Regions from separate parts of the Mus musculus genome. Here region 1 is linked to region 2. Evidence: chromatin contacts called from public Hi-C data. All regions are on one chromosome and are shown on one strand. The core of a region is the stretch at or near the end of the contact, and the rest is flanking DNA. Distances in the headings are between cores, read along the strand shown. Region 1 overlaps Arhgef10 (Rho guanine nucleotide exchange factor (GEF) 10). Region 2 holds the start of Cars2 (cysteinyl-tRNA synthetase 2 (mitochondrial)(putative)).

Evidence for each region. A called contact is a pair of places that touch in the nucleus more often than the background predicts.
Region 1: a contact with region 2 is called in a Hi-C map of B cells, with 6 read pairs. The contact joins the enhancer-like site here to the promoter of Cars2 in region 2. A contact is called at or near these places in 3 of 484 Hi-C or Micro-C datasets (B cells, CD4 T cells and regulatory T cells).

What each region holds. Positions count from the first base shown.
Region 1 is chr8:14,988,396-14,993,986 of GRCm38.p6, forward strand. It overlaps Arhgef10 (Rho guanine nucleotide exchange factor (GEF) 10), which reads left to right. Exons shown (of 29, transcript NM_172751.3): 27 at 2,665-2,839. Among named protein-coding and RNA genes, the nearest start is that of Gm35149, 5.4 kb to the right of the region's middle. Within about 2 kb of position 3,911, at least 273 of the 459 cell types and tissues checked have an H3K27ac peak or open chromatin away from gene starts, as enhancers often do. A contact at or near this core is called in B cells and regulatory T cells, where this site is marked.
Region 2 is chr8:11,549,297-11,554,330 of GRCm38.p6, forward strand. It overlaps Cars2 (cysteinyl-tRNA synthetase 2 (mitochondrial)(putative)), which reads right to left and starts at 1,475. Exons shown (of 15, transcript NM_001359137.1): 1 at 1,203-1,475; 2 at 962-1,012. The coding sequence starts at 1,381.

The sequences.
Region 1 (5,591 bases), core at 2,661-5,160, 3.4 Mb after region 2:
TGGGCTTCCTCCCAGCTTCCTGGTCTGCAGGCAGAGATGGGAACAGCCAAGTCTGCTGGAGCTAGCGCCTTGGTCCTTAAGGCCCTGATGCAGACGTCACATCGCCCACTTTCCATGTGATATTGAGCATCCAGAGACCCTAGATACCGACCAGGTGTTATGAAATGTGCTTTCTTGGAAGATGACCCTGCCACTCCATCAAGTGCTTGAGAAGGTTGCTGGGGACTGGAGACCCTGGAGCTGCAGCTGGCCACATGTGCTTCCGGGGAAGGCTGGGTAGGTGTGTGACATGGAGAGGAAGGAGGGACCCGCTGTTTGATCCTCCGGTTTCTTGCTCTGCTTTCTCAAGCCTCCCTGAAAGTCCTGTGACTCAGCTTCCGCAGGTTCCCTGGGGCAGTCACTGTTCCACCCTGAACTCAAATGACGGGCAGCCCTGATCAAGATTTGTGCCCCCAAATGCGCAGAGGACCATCTATCCCTGCAGACAGTTCTGCACCCTCCGAGAGCACAGGACAACGGGTGGGAAGGGAAGGCTCCTTCAGTTCAGCACTTACAGAAACCCGGTAATGCAAGGCAAACTGTCCTGCCTTGACCTCCACAGAGTAACTGCAATGAGGAAGTGATGCTAATTTCCAGAGCTGGGCAGGTATGAGCTTAGCTGTGTCATGAGAACAGTACACAGAGCAGTCTGACCCTCCGCTGACCCCACGTCCCTTGCTTGGACCAGGCATGAGATTCAGAGCCACCTCTTTCTCCAGTCCCTGGCACTGGATCACAGCCCCCCCCCTGCACCCCCACCAAGGCACCCCAGCTGCCTCAGGGGCAGGGTCCTGGGCAGGGGACGTGCATTCCTTGTGTCTGGATTACAAGCTCTACGTGGAAGGTCCCTGCTTCTTTGTGACCTGAGTTCAATCGCAGTGATCTACCCAATGTGCTAAGGCCAGAGTTACGCAGGAAGCAGAGGTGTCTGTCGATCCAGACTTCCTCCTCCAGTGATGCCTGACTGTGCAGGGTGTGTGTGGGTGGACGGGTGTGCATCTCAGAACCCTGAAGACCATGCCAGCACCGAGACTAGTGGGCAGCAGCCTTCTTCAGCATCCCAGGAAGTGTCCCTGTACCCAGCCTGAGCTCCAGAGTGAAGCAGACAGCCCCTGTGGGGGTGGCAGTGCCGGCCACAGAGTCCATTCTCCGTGCGAAGGCATCTAGGAAGACTGTCCCCAGGGCCGTCCAGTGAACATCAGACAGACCGTGCACAACATGAACCCACAGAGAGGAGTCTGGGGGCCAGGCCAGTGCTAGCGTCTCAGGGCACATAGAGGAAGCTGTGTGTTGGCATGGCAACAGCGTAAGTGAACACACAAAGAGGACTCAGGGGCCCGCCTCCTCCTCTGCCCACACAGAGTTGACTGTTATTACCTGAGATGCTGGGGTTGGGCTGAGTGGGTGTTGTCGGGTTGGACGGAGGAGAATTTGCTAAGCTATAGTCTTGAATACAGAATCCCTAAGGAATCTGGGACAACACTGGCAGATTAAAAAAATCAAACAAAACATCAACAACAACAAGAAAACCTAAAATTCAGCAAGGTCGGAGGTTACAAGATCAATATCCAAAAATCAATCTAGTTTGTGTGTGCCAGCATCAAGCAGCCTGAAAAACAGGCCGAGGAGACAAGGTTGGGAGACATCCCCATACAGCTCCTAACCTGGGTTCTGCCACCACAGACAAGCAAAGCCACTCCTACCCTGGAATCTTCCATTGAAATGAGATACAGTTAATGCAGGCTGTAGCTTAGCTCAGCCCAGCTCTTCTGGGAGCATCTGTGTGGGTGTGGGTTACTGCAACCTTGGCAAGCCTGTTGCCTCTGCGATTGATGGGTCATGTGCTGCGCACCCTTGTTCTCTTAGGACACAGAGCTATGTCTGTCCCCGTCTCTCCCCTCACCCCCACCCCTGAGCATTTTAAGTTGTTGAGATTTAGAGAGGCAAGATTGATGCTGACTGTGAATTACTTGACTTTCTGTGGTGCTGTTACGCCGCACCTTGGCTTGGCTTTGGCCTCTACACCCCCTCTGGTCTCAAGATGACCGTATAGCTGAGGTGTGCCAGCAAGGCCTTGTGCGGTAACGATGCCGTGAGGGTGCCCATTGGGGAATGAGTGCCCTGTGGGCAGGGCTGCTTGCTTCAGGCAGGGCTCAAGGGAAGCAACCCTAGGACTGTTACGTCTGAGGGAGAGCGGCAGGCTTTATCTGGATTGGAGAGAAGGACCTCCTCCCAGGTACCCACGGCTGTGCTGCTCAGTGGGCTGGGTCTCCTTAGGGATCTAAGCCAGCAGCCATTCGCCCTGTAGCCCCTTTCATGTTGTGTTGAGTTTGTTCTCTCAGCTTGTGAAGGTACCATGATAAAAGGCAAGTAGCGTTGGGTTCTGTGAGTGACTTGCCTGCTCGGGGAAGCCTCAAGAGCGTTGTGCCCACGGGTGCTATTCTGTGGCTGTGAACGGAGGCCACTGCTCTGACAGTCACGGGTTTGATCTCTACCCAGACCCCATGATCCCCAGGAGTGACTCAGCCTAGCCCCGCCGTGTGGCATCTTTGCCCTCAGCACTGTTGTAGACTCTGGCTGTACCCCTCGATACCCTGTGTGACCTCATTTCCTCCATTCCCCCAGAATCAGCTGGAGGCCCACCAAGATGAAGGGATGGTCATCTCCCACATGGCTGTGGCTGGCGTTGGCATCTGGATTGCCTTCACCTCGGGGTCCACCCTCCGCCTCTTCCACACAGAGACCTTGAAGCACCTGCAGGATGTCAACATTGATGCCCCTGTGCATAGCATGCTGCCAGGTACTGCCCCCAGGAAGGCAGGGTTCTAATGTCCTTGTCCCTCATACAGCCTGCAACCGGGTCCCTCAGAAGGAAGGGGAAAGGGCAGCAGATGTTCAAGGGACATCAGCTGCTAAGGCACACATAGCCAATGTGGACCATAGCCCCTGGGTGTTCACATGTGCCCTGTGTGTATAGGCGCACAGCTACTGTGTGTAGTACTTGGCATGGCTTCATGTGTGAGCATGTATATGAACATGTAGCCTGTAAAGACAGGTATACATCCTGTCTACAAATATAATGAAGACTGCATTAATGGCCACAGTGGACCACATAGTGGCACCAGAGGCAAGACCGGGAAAAATAAATCGTCCTAAATATATCCATGGCCAATAGGAATCACTGAAAACTTTGAACAGGGAGAGGAGAGAGGCCATGCCAGGGTGGATTTGGGGAGGATGGTCTTGTAGGGAGAGGCTCAAGTGCATCTTGCTGGCCCTTTGTCCACAGGGTTCTGCCTAACAGGCTGCAGGGGGAGCGTGGGAGAAAGATGGGAACAGTGAGCACAGTAATGGGCGGAGTTAGAAAGTAAGTGATGGGCGTGGGGGCGTGGCCACTTGTCAACTCATGTGTTGGATAGCGTTTGCTAAGCCATTCCAGGCGCCTTGGAAAAGCATAACAACAACTCAGGGGTCATGATGCCGACATGAGGAGTGATGGGGAGGCAGAGAGGCAAGACAGGTGCCAACTGATAAGATCTGCTGAGACCTGAGGACACAAGGCATCTAGGGCTGCTGACCAGCATTTCCCTGTGGGATTGGCCGCTGACCGTTTTTTTTTTTTTTTTTTAGATAATTGTAGGCTATTTTATTTCGTTAGGAATATGGAGGGTTTTTTTTTTAAATACATGTTATTTTTAGAAAACAAAAGTGATTCAGCATCAAGGCTGCCCCCCGCCCCCAGCATGCTTCTGTGGATCATCTGGACAGGTGTTTGCTGTTGGCATCTGTCCTCGCCCTTAGACAGAAACCGTGTCAGAGTCACCAGCCGCCAGCACATGCTTGCATCCGGCCAGAGAATGCCCTGCACTCTCTATTGACATGGGAAGGGACAGGAGTTAGATTGTTCTGGGGCCCAGATCCTGACTCTGGTGCCCTGTGGCCTCCAGGGAAGCAGCTGTGGTTGCCATGGTTCCTGGAATCCTGAGAACCAACCACAGGAATGTGTGGGGTCACACAGTGCCTCCATCTGAGGGCAGGGGAAGGGGTGGGTGGGTGAGGGTGGGGGCTGCCTTGTGTTCATCTGCCTGCAGTTTCTGTCAGAGACTGGGAGAAGGAGGCATTGGCCAGTGAGTGAAGTGTGTGTGTGTGTGTGTGTGTGTGTGTGTGTGTGTGTGTGAGTGTGTGTGTGTTTATGAAAATAATCCTCGTACATGATACAGTGCAATGGAACAGCAAGACCATCAGGTGAACAGTGAGGCAGCTGTGAGGCTCTCCATCTTGCCGACCCTCTGTTAACTGGTGTTTCCCATGACCTCGGTGTGTACCTAATTTAAAAAAAATGACCTGTGGGCTGCTCTCCTCTGTCCGGCTTCCGAGCAGATCCACTGGCAATCCTTGCTACTGACTCAGGCCAGCAGGGTGCGTACGAACGTGCGAGGGCACACTTGCCCACTTCCTCTCCCCTGCCTGGTACTGACCCGGTGTGGGTACAGGCTCCTCCCTCCCAGGCAGGCAGCCAGTGCTGACTGGGAAACACTGACTAACCGGCCGGCTCGGGTGTGCAGTGTTCTGTCTGTAGCTGAGGTGCACTGCAGGGCACTCTTGTGTTTCTTTCCGCTCGCCTGTAGCCATGGCTGCCCCTCCTCAGCCTCCTGCTCTGCTTCCAGTTGGCCAAGCATTGACTGTTCCCAACCTTCCCTACAAAGCCTGGCCCTCCTTGGCACCACCAGATTCATGGGACTGTTTTCCATTTTCCAGAGGCCCACCCACCTCACCGATCAAAGGGCATGCCAGAGTCTCTTGAAAGTGTTATGGTTTGAATATAGCACTGCCCCTTGACAGCCTGTGGGTTTAAGGTTAGGGACAGTTGGACCATGAGGGCTCTGGCCTAATCCAACGGTGGCTTCATACTTCAATGGTGTTGAGAGGTAGAGGAAACTAGGAAATGGGGTGTAGTTAGAGGAGGCGTGTTGCTGGAGGAATGCCTTGGACACATGCCCCCCACCCCACTCCTCCACACAGCTCCTAACCTTTCTCAGCTATCATGAGATGAACAGCTTTCCTCCACACACCCTTCTGTCATATGCTGGCTTGCCAGCAGCATAGAAGCCATGGAACTACTGAAAGCATGGGCCGGAGTCATTTGTCCTTTTAAGTTGCTAATGTCAGGTATTTGGTCACAGCCGTGGACGATGGACTGATAGAAGTCATGTTGGACACAGCAGGGGTGGGGGAGACCCTCTGTCACAGATTTTGATCTGCTTCTGTGTAGCTCGTTGTGCTTCTTATTCGTGTGTGGGTGGGACAGACAGGTGTGTCAGACCAGAATGGACTGGGAAGCCTGGGGCTGAAGGGAAGACATTCTGCAGTGTCTTGTGCCAGCTATTAAGTGGCTTCCACTCCACCTTTGGGAGGCCTTATCAGGCTCTCAGCCTCCAGTGTTCTTCCAGTGGTCTTGTGGAGCTATCCCCAGCCTGGCCACTAGGGAAGACTAACCCAGTCGAACTCTGCCTGAACGAGAACCCCCGTTCTGTCTCCCATGTCCAACAGTA
Region 2 (5,034 bases), core at 225-2,724:
ACATCTGAGGATGTCCTCTGGCCTCCACACTTGCGTTTCATTTAGGTCTAAAAATACCCAATTAAGGATGCTGGCGAGATGGCTCAGTGGTTAAAAGCACTGACTGCTCTTCCTAAGGTCCTGAGTTCAAATCCCAGCAACCACATGGTAGCTCACAACCATCCGTAATGAAATCTGATGCCCTCTTCTGGAGTATCTGAGGACAGCTACAGTGTACTTACATATAATAAATAAATAAATCTTTTTAAAAATACCCAATTAAAACTGTGCAAGAGTCAGGCAGTAGGCGTATACCTTTTATCTCAGCATTCCAACAAAGACAGGGACATCTCTGAGTTTGAGACCAGCCTGGTCTATAAAGTGAGTTTCAGGACAGCCAAGACTACACAGAGAAACTCAGTCTCAAAAACAACAAACAAACAAAAAAGTGCAAGACAACAACTAAAATATCAAGAGATGGGAAATGTCAACAAATACTGCTCCAATGCTCCCTGGAGTCTAGCAAGACAGTATTCGGTCAGTGGGTCAGTGGTGGAGCACTTAGAACACTTGGGGGCGCTGTGCTAAGCGGCACTTCATAGACATTTCCAGAAACTGCCATGAAGATGTCATGTTGTCATTTCTGTCTTCACTCAAAATAAGAACCATGATTCCAGCAAGAATGTGATCCGTCCAAGACCAGGCAATGATCCCCCACTGTTGGATTCGGGTCTCTGGACCAACCTTAGAAACATCTAATTCGCAAACGGGTCACTCTCTATTCCTTCACAGTAACTCCAATGGGTATGCAACTCCAAACAGCTATGAAGACCAAAGAGACCAACATTCCGGTGTCTCACAATTCCCAGAATGCAATCATCACTCAGTTCACTTAACAGATTATAAAACAAGCTAACAGTTTACTCTTTGCACAATAAATAACCCTCTGACTTTGTCAAAGGTTCAAATCTAGGAAACTCACCAAGCATGGCCAAGATGTGCATGGTCGTACACAGTCGGTCCACAGCTATACCTGGGAACATATTAAGATCCACCATGTGAGATATGTAAAAGGAGCCCTAAGTCTTCCTTAACAACCTTCACTGAACACGCGCGGTGTTTAAGTGACGCTCGGGAGACCACGTCAGGCTTTCAGAATTGACTTGCCCCTGCGCACCTTCCCGCCCCGCCTCGCTCCGCCCTGCCTCTCCCGGCGCACGCACCAGGAGACTGCGTCCGAGCGGGCCACTATCAGCGGCTCCTTCCTGCCAGTGAGGCTGTTATGCACCTGCACGCCGGTGTCCTGGCCTTGCGGCCGTTGCCATGACCGCCCGCGCCGCCCGAGACCCAGCGCGGCCCGGAGCAGCAGAGCGCCGGGCCCAGGCCCGCGCGCCCGCAGCATATTGGGGACAGATCCAGCGAACAGGCGGAAGGCAAGATCCTGCAGGCCAGGCCCAGCCGGGCGAACCAGAAGCCACGCCCGTTCCTCATGGGGCTCCGCCCACTCCCGGAAGAGGCTACACTCTGCCTGAAGTCTGGCAATATTTAGGCATTTGGGCACGGTGGCAGCGGAAGAGAGGCGGGAACTTCGAACCCTTCCCCATTTTAGCGCAGATCTCCTCGCCTTTCCTTATGGGTAACTTGGGCTCGGTGTACATCATTGTGTCTGCTGCTGGGACCCGGTGTGCCCCGCAATATGTACCCAATCTCAGCACACCACTCCAACACACTATACACCATCCCGCGGTCATCATGTCCTCATTTAAACACCTCAATATGTGCGCCTTAACACACCCTGTACCCCATCATACGTACAGCATATCTGCAAGTATGTACCTTGCCACAATCAGTACGTGTAGATCAATACTACATACCAAACTGCTGTCTGCAACCCTGTACATGCAGTATTTGTGTACTTCTTACTGTTCTATGGGCTTAGAATGAAAGAACCACACCAGGAAATGATCCTTTCCTCAAGAACCTGTAACTGGAAATGCCTGTTGGAGAAACGACTGCCCTTCCAGAGGACCCGGGTTTGAGTCCTAGCATCCACACGGCTACTCAAAAGTTTGTAATTCTTGTTCCAAGAGGGGCCAAGGCTTCTTCTGGACTCATCAGACACTACATGCATGTGGTCCGCAGACAGACATCCAGGCAAAAATACCGTTACACATAAGAATAAATCATTTAAAACTTTTTAGAGTCAAAATAGTGGCATCCATCGATAATCAAAGATTTTGGGAGAGAGATACAGGAGCAGCAATGAGTTCAAGACCTGCCTCAGCTGCAAGAGACCCTGCCTTAAAAACAAATGAAAACGAGAGCAGAAGTCTATCGTTCATCTCTTGAGGACTGTTTGGAGTTACATTCAAATTACCCCCACAAATGCACCCCTACTGGTGGCTTACAAAAGTAAAGAGTCCTTTGCTTGTCCAGTCAAGTCTGTCTGATACTAAGCATGCTCAGGTCTTTCAGTATTTTTGGTCTTCCCCACCCTTTTTTTTTTTTTTTTTTTTTTGGTTTTTGGAGACAGGGTTTCTCTGTGTAGCCCTGGCTGTCCTGGAACTCACTTTGTAGACCAGGCTGGCCTCGAACTCAGAAATCCACCTGCCTCTGCCTCCCGAGTGCTGGGATTAAAGGCATGCGCCACCACGCCCGGCCTCCCCCCTTTCTTTGATGCTCTCTTGAAAGGCAAATGATTAGGCAGACATGTTGTTCCCTACTTTTTTCCTGAAAGTTCTGTCCTCTAACTGCTTGCCCGAAGCTAGACTTCCAGGTAATACAGACTGTGTTCTATGCACTATGGTAGTCAAATTCGTGGTCTCCAAATGTCCCAAGTTCTCCAGGAATATCATTCTTCCTCACAGTTACCTGCCATCGTGGCAGTTTGTCATTGTAAATGTGTGTGCACTTATTTGTCTCACTTCTATGGCAATGTGAACTTCTCTTTCTGTACCCTGCACCCCAGTTGCTGAGCAACGGTTTCACTCAGTAGCCCAGGCTGACTCTAGCCTACCTGGCTTTAAGCCCCTCCTGCCTCAGTCTCCCCCAGTTTGGGGACTACAAGTGTGAGCTTGTCCCTCTCCTTCAGTTCGGAACTGTAAATTGAACTCCTTGCTGTATCCCGCAAATTCAGCAAGGAGCTTGGCCTGAGAAAGTACCCCCAAAACTTCCTATGCAGGCAGTGAGATCCCTGATAGAGAAAGCGTTGCCTCTGATATGAGGTGTGCCTGTTTAAAACCCAGAACCCGCAGGCCAGAATGCCGAAGCCGGGGAAGAGCCGGGGCCGGCAGTTTAGAAAAACAGCTCTAGGAAGTCTGGGAGCCAAACCTTCCATGATTTTGAATGGCTGGCATGTTTGGCTTGGCCACAGGAGATCATGATTTCAAAACCAACAATGGTGTTTTCTGTCTGCTGCAAAGCCGACTCTCATGTGTTCCACCTCAACTGGCAAAAAGTCTGCTCCTTGTTAAGCCTTCGGAGAGTCCTTCAGACGTTTGTGGGATGTGTGTGATGGCTCCCACCTGTGATCCTAGAACCTGAAGGGAGGCTCAAGCTAAAACTCTTCAGGGGTTTGAGACCAGGCTGGGACTCCATGGGAGTTCTGGTCCAGCCTAAAGAATAGTATTAACCTATCTTTAAAAAAAAAAAAAAATTGTAGGGACTGAAGAGATGGCTCAGGAGTTAAGAGGACTGGCTGCCCTTCCATAGTATTCTGGTTTGATTCCCAGCATCCACAGCTCTCAACTGCCTGTAACTCCAGTTCCAGATCTGATGCTGCCTTCTGGCTTCTACAGACACTGCGTGCACACACTACACAGACACACATGCAGACAAAACACCCATACACAGATTATAAAATATCTTAATAAAAAAAAAAACAGAAAATGAGCTGGTGAGGTTGCTCAGTGAATAAGAGCACCGACTGCTCTTCCAAAGGTCCAGAGTTCAAATCCCAGCAACCACATGGTGGCTCACAACCATCTGTAATGAGATCTGATGCCCACTTCTGGAGTGTCTGAAGACAGCTACAGTGTACTTACATATAATAAATAAATAGATCTTAAAAAAAAACCAGAAAATGATAAATATAACCCACTCGCTGGTGCTTAACCGTGCACTCCGCCTGTGTATTGACCTTGTGCACAGACTGATTGGGTGAATTGATGAATCAGGGTGATTTATCACAGTAATACCGCAGAGAAAACCCAGTTCAAGTCACCATTCCTAAAAAAATTACATGTATTTATATATGTATGACAATGTGGAAGTCAGAGGACACATTGGGGGTGTTCCTTTCTACCATGTGGGGATCACAGGGAGTGAACTCAAGTTGTCAAGCTTGATGGTCTTTTCCAGCTAAGCCATCTTGCTGGCCCCAGGCCTGTTTCTTATCAAATCAAAAAGCCTGCATACAGTATGAAGTCAGCCTAGTACCCAGAGCTAGGGTCCCAGGACAGCTAAGGATATGCAGAGAAACCCTGTCTCAAACAAACAAACAACCACATAAAACAAAACTACGCATGTAGTTACAGGCTGGGCTGTAAATGGAAGCCCAGCTCAGGCTCCCTGAAGTGAGAAAAGTAGACATTTAGCAGGAGGTTGCCCAGTGTCCCCAAAGCCTTGCAAGGGAGACACCTCCAAACAGAAACCATTGCAAGGAGTCCCTCATTCATGTTTTGCCAGACTCTCTTTGGGGTGATGTTCATTGCTTCCCTAGTCTCTGCTGTACAGAAATAGGTTTTCCTAAAAATTGTATTTATCCACTTAGTGTGTATGGAGCAGGAGGGTACATGGGACATGGTGCTTACACGGAGACCAGAGGACCAACTCTGTGATCTGGGTTCAATCTCTCCTTTCACCATGTAGATTCAAGGGTTAATTCAGGTTAACTCGGCCATCTCCCTAGCCTTTGCTTTTCTATACAGTATAAATATACAAAAGCTTGATGTAAGTTAATTTTATCAATTGGTCTTTTGAGCTTGCTCAGAAAGCCAGTTTATAAAGCTAATTAGTACACAATTGCCAATCTATTTCCAGAATGTAAAAACATTG